Linked DNA regions of Mus musculus: region 2 is linked to region 1. The links are chromatin contacts, called in public HiChIP or PLAC-seq maps. All regions are on one chromosome and are shown on one strand. Each heading gives the region's core, a stretch centred on a gene start, on an enhancer-like site or on the middle of the called end of the contact. The rest is flanking DNA. Distances are from core to core; before and after follow the strand shown. Region 1 overlaps Nadk2 (NAD kinase 2, mitochondrial). Region 2 overlaps Lmbrd2 (LMBR1 domain containing 2).

Region 1 (3,001 bases), core at 108-2,607:
CTGGTTATCAATACCAAGTGATCTGCCCAAAAACACACATGCAAGTAGCATGCAGACTGAGAAGGTCATAGGAATGCATCTCTATATATACATATGTGCACATAATAACCATTAATGAAAAATGAAGCCATGAATTTGAAAGATAACAAGGAAGGGGCAGAAGTAAGGGTGTGGAGGAAGGAAAGGAAAAATGTTCTAATCCTTCAACAGAAAAAAATTTTAAGGAAAAAAAAGGAAGGGAAGAAGGGGAGGGGAGGGGAGGGGAGGGGAGGGGAGGGGAGGGGAGGGGAGGGGGACAGCAGTGTTTTTTCAATTGGAGAAACCTCAAAAATATTTTTAGAATGTCAACATCAGAAAAACATTACATCTTCCTTCAAGATCTGTAAAAATCCCCATCTTTTATTTAATCTATATATACCATTAAGTAAGTGTTCTCCGTCATGACAATAGAAAAGCCTGCAAGCACTCTCAGTACTGGGGTGATTAAACTTGATCTTGTCATCTGTAAAGAGGTCCCTTTACTTTTTGTCCTTTATCAGTTTTCAACTGAAAATACCAGCCCCATGCCTCCCCTCCACCCCCCACCCCCCAGCCCATCCTCTCCCCCTATCCTGTCATCAGCAGCAGGACTAGAGTCAAGTGTCTCTCACAGGACAGACATTATGGCAAAAGTTCACTTGTCCCTTTCTCACACACTTCCTCGAAGTCAACACTTACTGAGTCCATCCCAGTTATGGTGGGCAGCTCGTCTCTAGTAACTCCTGCCACCCAGGATTCACGCCCTTCCATTACATTACGTCACAGCAGAAGTGGGTTCCACGGCCAACAGGTGCAGCACAGACACTCTGGCCGTGCACCCACTTCTGAGACTCGGTTAGAAAAGACTGCACTTCTATCTCGCTGTGCGTCTCTGCCCTCCCCCTCAGCTCACACACTGCACTGTGGAGTGGCTGGAACTGAAGCCATCTGCTGTAGCCTCCCCTCCCCCAGCCTGAAGCCAGCCTTAAAGGTTCCACTGTTTACATCAGGGTGGAGCTTGCCGCTCAATCGCTCTGCCACGCCCACTGCTGGAGCCCTCCGCTTTGCTGTTCCGGAGCCATACACGTGGTCACCCTGCTACTGGACCCCAAGATGATTTGGCAGGAATCGGGCCCCCTTCCCCTGCTTCATAACTGCGTTTGGAATAGTAAAATTGAGCTTTGATCAGCATGGCTGTCTTAGCTGCATCTTAGCCTAGCCTCTCTTCTCTTCCAGGTTTCCAAAATGCCTTTCCAGGCTAGAACCCAGACATGTGATCCGCTGGCCGGACACAACAATCTGCGAGAAACAGGAAGTGACTTCTCCTGGGCTGTCCCATCTCCAAGCGCTGCTGTTGTGGTTGACAGCTGAGTGTTACCTCCCAAGGAACTCTACACCAGGACTAAGAGGTGAAATGTCCCTGGATTATGACCTTCACATCCTGTGAGGTTATAAATATGTACGCCTAAAATGCTAAAGGATGAAGTAATTTGTCACACAGCAGTAGAGATGAACTCTCATTAGATACTGAATACACTGAGCCACACCCTCACCAGCACGACCTCTGACCTGCACATTACATAAGTCTGCACACATGTTTATTACACTAGATATAGTATTTTTTGCATTTCGGGTTTTTGAGGAGTTTGCTTTGTTTTGTTTTAGACACAGGGTGCATTGGTTTGAATAGGTATGGCCCCCACTGACTCATGCTTGGCCCACTGGGAGTGGTACTATAAGTAGGTGTGGCCTTGGTGGAGGAAGTGCATCACCGTGGGGGCCGGCTTTGAGGTCTCCTATGTTCAAGGTATGCCCAGTAGGATATACAGCCTCCTTCTGCTGCCTATGGACCAAGATGTAGAACTCTCAGCTCCTGCCCAGCTCATGCCTGCCTGGACTCTGCCGTGTTTTCTGTCACGGACTAAACCTCTGAACTGTAAGATAGATGCTCCAACGGTGTGACAAATGTTGGGGACTGTCTAGGCAGTCAGCTACCTCTGTCATGTCTGTAGTTTTGGAAGCTTGTGTCTTTGTTCTTCCTGCACACTCAGGTAATATTTAATCCCTTCTCAGATCTCTGACGGGGTTGAAGACAGTTATAGTCTCATAGTTAAACTTAAGTTGTTTAGCAGTGAAGACGTTCTAGACTTGAAAAGATGATTTTAGGGTGGAAATACAAGTTAAATTAGAAGATGATTTAAGTACAGTGTTGTAAGCTCACTGCGATAGGATAGACAGTTAAGTACCTCATCTAAGGTACACGATACAGACTGAACCTTTAAAGGTAAGTCATAATAATTTTCATAATTGTTCCAAAATAGTTCCTACTATGTATTGTTTTACTATAAGAGAAAGCCTTCTTATTTGGACAAAAAAGGGGGAAATATAGTAGGTTGGCCTAATGCTGCTTGTATTCTTATGCTTATTTTGAGCCCCCAAGTCAGGTTGCCCCAGAGACAATCGAGTCCACATTTAGATGCTGAGTGATCCTGCCCCCAAATATTATTTCTGGTTGGTAAATTAACAGCCAATAACTGGGCTAAAGAGACATAGGTGGGGTTTCAGTTTCACAGGCTTGGGGTGAAGGAGTTATTAGTGACACTAAAAGCAAATGACATGTAAATTACTGTTTCAAAACTTAGGAATCAAACAGTGCCCACTCCAGGCTGGCTCTGGCCACCTACTTTCATCGTGCGCTCTTTCGATGTTAAAGGCTCGGCTGTGCTGATTCAAGCTCAGCTGCTGTTCGTGAAGGTCCACGGGAGTGGGGTTTATGCCAGTCCCTTCCAGATATAACCTGATCCGCTGCCTCCACAACCACCTGAAAGGGAAGGAAAGGGAGGTTATAGTAAAATCAAACACACTTAGGTAAAGAATAGACATTAGGATAGCCTCAGCAAACTGAAAGATGTATATGAGAAGCTAATTCTAGATTGAGCACAGTGGCATCCACATGTCTTTAATACCAGCACTAGAGAGGCAG
Region 2 (3,280 bases), core at 588-3,087, 70 kb before region 1:
GGAACAGCATTTGAGATGTAAACAAATTAGTTAATTAAAAACAATTACTCAGACCCTAGCTTATTTTCCTACAGGAGATATGCTTGATATTAATGATAAGACACGATGGTTCTGTGAATATGTACCTACATCACTATGCCATGGCAATAATTGTAGGGCATTCTAATTATATTCAAATGTTTCACATTTCAAAGTAAAATGCTGCCAATAATTACTACTAAACTTAGAACAGAAAAAAAAATCTATATATAAACTACTCTTTTGTTTATGGTAAAGTTTACATGAAAATCCATCTGGAAAACCTTAACCATATATTCTTTAATCACACTTTCCTATGTGAAAAATTAATTTACAATAGTATATAAAAATGTACTTCACGAGAAAAAGCGGAAACAATATAACATGATTACCTTTTTAAGTATTGTGTCTACACACTTCCTCAGTGGGTGGTTGTACTTGATGCTCTCATTTACTTTACGAACCTCCTATAAAAACAGTAAAATAAAAATATTTAGATTTCTATAAATCATACATTTTAAATGAGAGTTCACACAAGTTCCAGATTTTAATTTCAGCTCAAATTATTTAGCATTATAAGTTTTTTTCATGGAATAAAATTTATTAAGAGCACTTATAAAATAAAGTATTCAAATAGCTGTATTTACATCCTTCACTGTTCTATGGATTTCTAAATGTCTCCCTCCATTGTTTGCTTATTTCATATATCACAATGGCTAGCATTATTTAACAGTTCAAAAGTTTATAATACATGTGTGTATGTAAAGCCCAGCCAATTCCATTTTTGAAGAAACTCCATTTAGTGCAAGACCAGGGGCTAAACTTCAATTCCAGGAAGAAAACCAGAGTCCTCCTGAGTAAGCCTCCTATGGCAACCCCCCATAGCAATAGCCAGTCAGGCTACAACAGCAGGGTCAAGGTTCATATAGATAACTTAAGACATCCAGAGAGAACAGATAACTTAGCCATTCTGCTTTTCAGGTGGTTTTGTCCACCTGTTCAGTTTCTGCAGATTATGCCAGAAATGTAGTTTTTAAAATATTAATTTGCTGACCCATATGGAAATTCCCCAAGCTTGCTGTAACTACAATAAATACTCTGCACCCCCAGACTCAAGGCTCTCACTCTGACCTACTGCAACAGGGATGATGAGAGAACTTGCTCTAGAGCTTGTAATAAAGACCCTTATGTGTTTACATTGAAGTCAGTCTCTCAGTGGTCTTTGAGGTTCCTGCAACTTGGACACAGCATGTATAAATAAACATATATAGTTTAAATTAAGTGCTCCCATCGGGGCTGACAAGTTTATTTCAAGAGCTAGCTAAATAACATCTAACAAAAACCTCAACACGGGTATGAGAAGTCCTTTTATTGAGTTGTTGGTCAGCGCTAGCCTACTGTTATTACTTTAAAATCTCTATTTCTGAAAACACTGTACATTTAAGGCATAGGGCCCAGAAACCCGTGAGCTAGAACTGATTTGAAAGCCTTATCCTTGAGGACTAGCTTTCATAGTACCAGAAGATGCCATGATATCTCCCAAAGGAGGGAAGTGATCAACTGTCCAACCCAGCTATGATGCTTATGAACATGACAATAACCATTTGCCTTTTACCCACAGACCAGTGTAGTTCCCACCCTCCTCAAAGAACCTTCTCTTCCCAATAGAAACCACAATGAATCAAATGCACAGTTTTAGAGCCCAGTCTGAAGTGATGCGTTTACAACACTATTCTCTCGGCTGAGGCTTAGGGATCACTGTGGGGATCACTGTGGGGATCACTGTGGGGTTAGGCGTCAGGGGCAAAGGACTGTAAGAGCCGGAGCCTCCCTGCCAGAGGATCAGTGAGTCGCTGTGAGACTGAGTCTCCTAGGCTTGTCACAAGCTACACCCACAAAGTCTCACTAAGGCTTCTGCATAAACATGAGCTGAACAAGGACAGCAGTAACAGGCATGCTGATATGGACGGGGAACACCCAAGAGGTCTTGACAAAGAACTGCAAGCAACTGAGGAATGCTGAGAGCGGGCCTTCCCAGGGAAGAAAGACTATACCAATGGGTTATCCAACACCTAAACACAAATAACATTATACAGACTGAGTGGCCTGTATTTAGAACATATATGTTTACACGCATACATACAGCAGATGTTCATAACAACAATTAACTAAAAAAAAAAAAAGAAGTCATGATTTGAAAGAGAGAAAGGGGAGTGGGAGTGACTGGAAATAAGAGAGAGATTAAATCTCAAAAAATAAAATAAAAAGAGTTCACAAAGGATCTGTCAAGGTTTATATTTCTTCTTTTCATATTACTTCCATTTTTATTTTGTTAGTAAATATTGTTGGGTTTTTTTAAATTTATTTTTTACACTCCATATTCTATTCCCCCAGCCCCCATCCACCCTCTGTCTGCTCCACATCCCACACCACCCCCAACCCCACCTGACCTCTAAACTCCCTGGGGCCTCCAGTCTCCTGAGGGTTAAGTACATCATCTCTGAATGAACACAGACCAGGAAGTCCTCTGCTGTACGTTTGTTGGGGGCCTCATATCAGCTGGTATATACTGCCTGTTTGGTAGTCCAGTGTTTGTAAGATCTCTGGGGGTCCCAATTAATTGAGAGCGCTGGTCCTCCTACAGGATCGCCCTCCTCCTCAGCTTCTTTCAGCCTTCCCTAATTCAACAACGGGGGTCAGCTGCTTCTGTCCATTGGTTGGGTGCAAATATCTGCATCTGACTCTTTCAGCTGCTTGTTGGGTCTTCTGGAGTGCTGTCATGCTAGATTCCTTTTTGTGAGCACCATAGCCTCAGTAATAGTGTCAGGCCACAGAACTCAAAAAGGTCAATAAACTGAAGTGCCCAAGTGAAACAAAGGTGTGGAGGGTCAACTCATGCAGTTTTGGAGGTGATCAAGGGTACGACCAGGATCTGGGACAGAAGCCATGCTTGCTTCATTCTGGCATTCTGCTCATGTCCTGAGAAGCTAGACAAGACTGAATTAAAAAGTAATGGACTACTCTAATTAATTAATTTATTTATTTACTGTAAACACAATATATGTGAACTTAGGCAAGACTGTGGTTTCATAAATAACTTCCTTTCACATGTGCATATAATGTGTTTGATCAAACCCATCCCTCTTTCACACTAATTCCTCCCTTATGCTTTCCACTTTTCCACCCAACTTCATCCGTTTTGGTTTTTTTAAACCCACTGAGTACACTTAGTGCTTCCTGTATGTATAGGGAAATAGGAGTA

The links. HiChIP or PLAC-seq counts read pairs in DNA pulled down with a chosen protein or histone mark.
Region 2: an H3K27ac HiChIP or PLAC-seq map of embryonic stem cells shows a contact between it and region 1, with 5 read pairs. The contact joins two enhancer-like sites. A contact is called at or near these places in 1 of 115 datasets of contacts at active chromatin or transcription factors (embryonic stem cells) and 3 of 9 other capture datasets (adipose tissue, liver and pancreatic islet).

What each region holds. Positions count from the first base shown.
Region 1 is chr15:9,092,552-9,095,552 of GRCm38.p6, reverse strand. It overlaps Nadk2 (NAD kinase 2, mitochondrial), which reads right to left. Exons shown (of 13, transcript NM_001040395.4): 6 at 2,703-2,839. Among named protein-coding and RNA genes, the nearest start is that of Nadk2, 23 kb to the right of the region's middle. Within about 2 kb of position 1,357, at least 95 of the 459 cell types and tissues checked have an H3K27ac peak or open chromatin away from gene starts, as enhancers often do. A contact at or near this core is called in embryonic stem cells, where this site is marked.
Region 2 is chr15:9,162,993-9,166,272 of GRCm38.p6, reverse strand. It overlaps Lmbrd2 (LMBR1 domain containing 2), which reads right to left. Exons shown (of 18, transcript NM_177178.3): 7 at 411-485. Among named protein-coding and RNA genes, the nearest start is that of Lmbrd2, 24 kb to the right of the region's middle. Within about 2 kb of position 1,837, at least 14 of the 459 cell types and tissues checked have an H3K27ac peak or open chromatin away from gene starts, as enhancers often do. A contact at or near this core is called in embryonic stem cells, where this site is marked.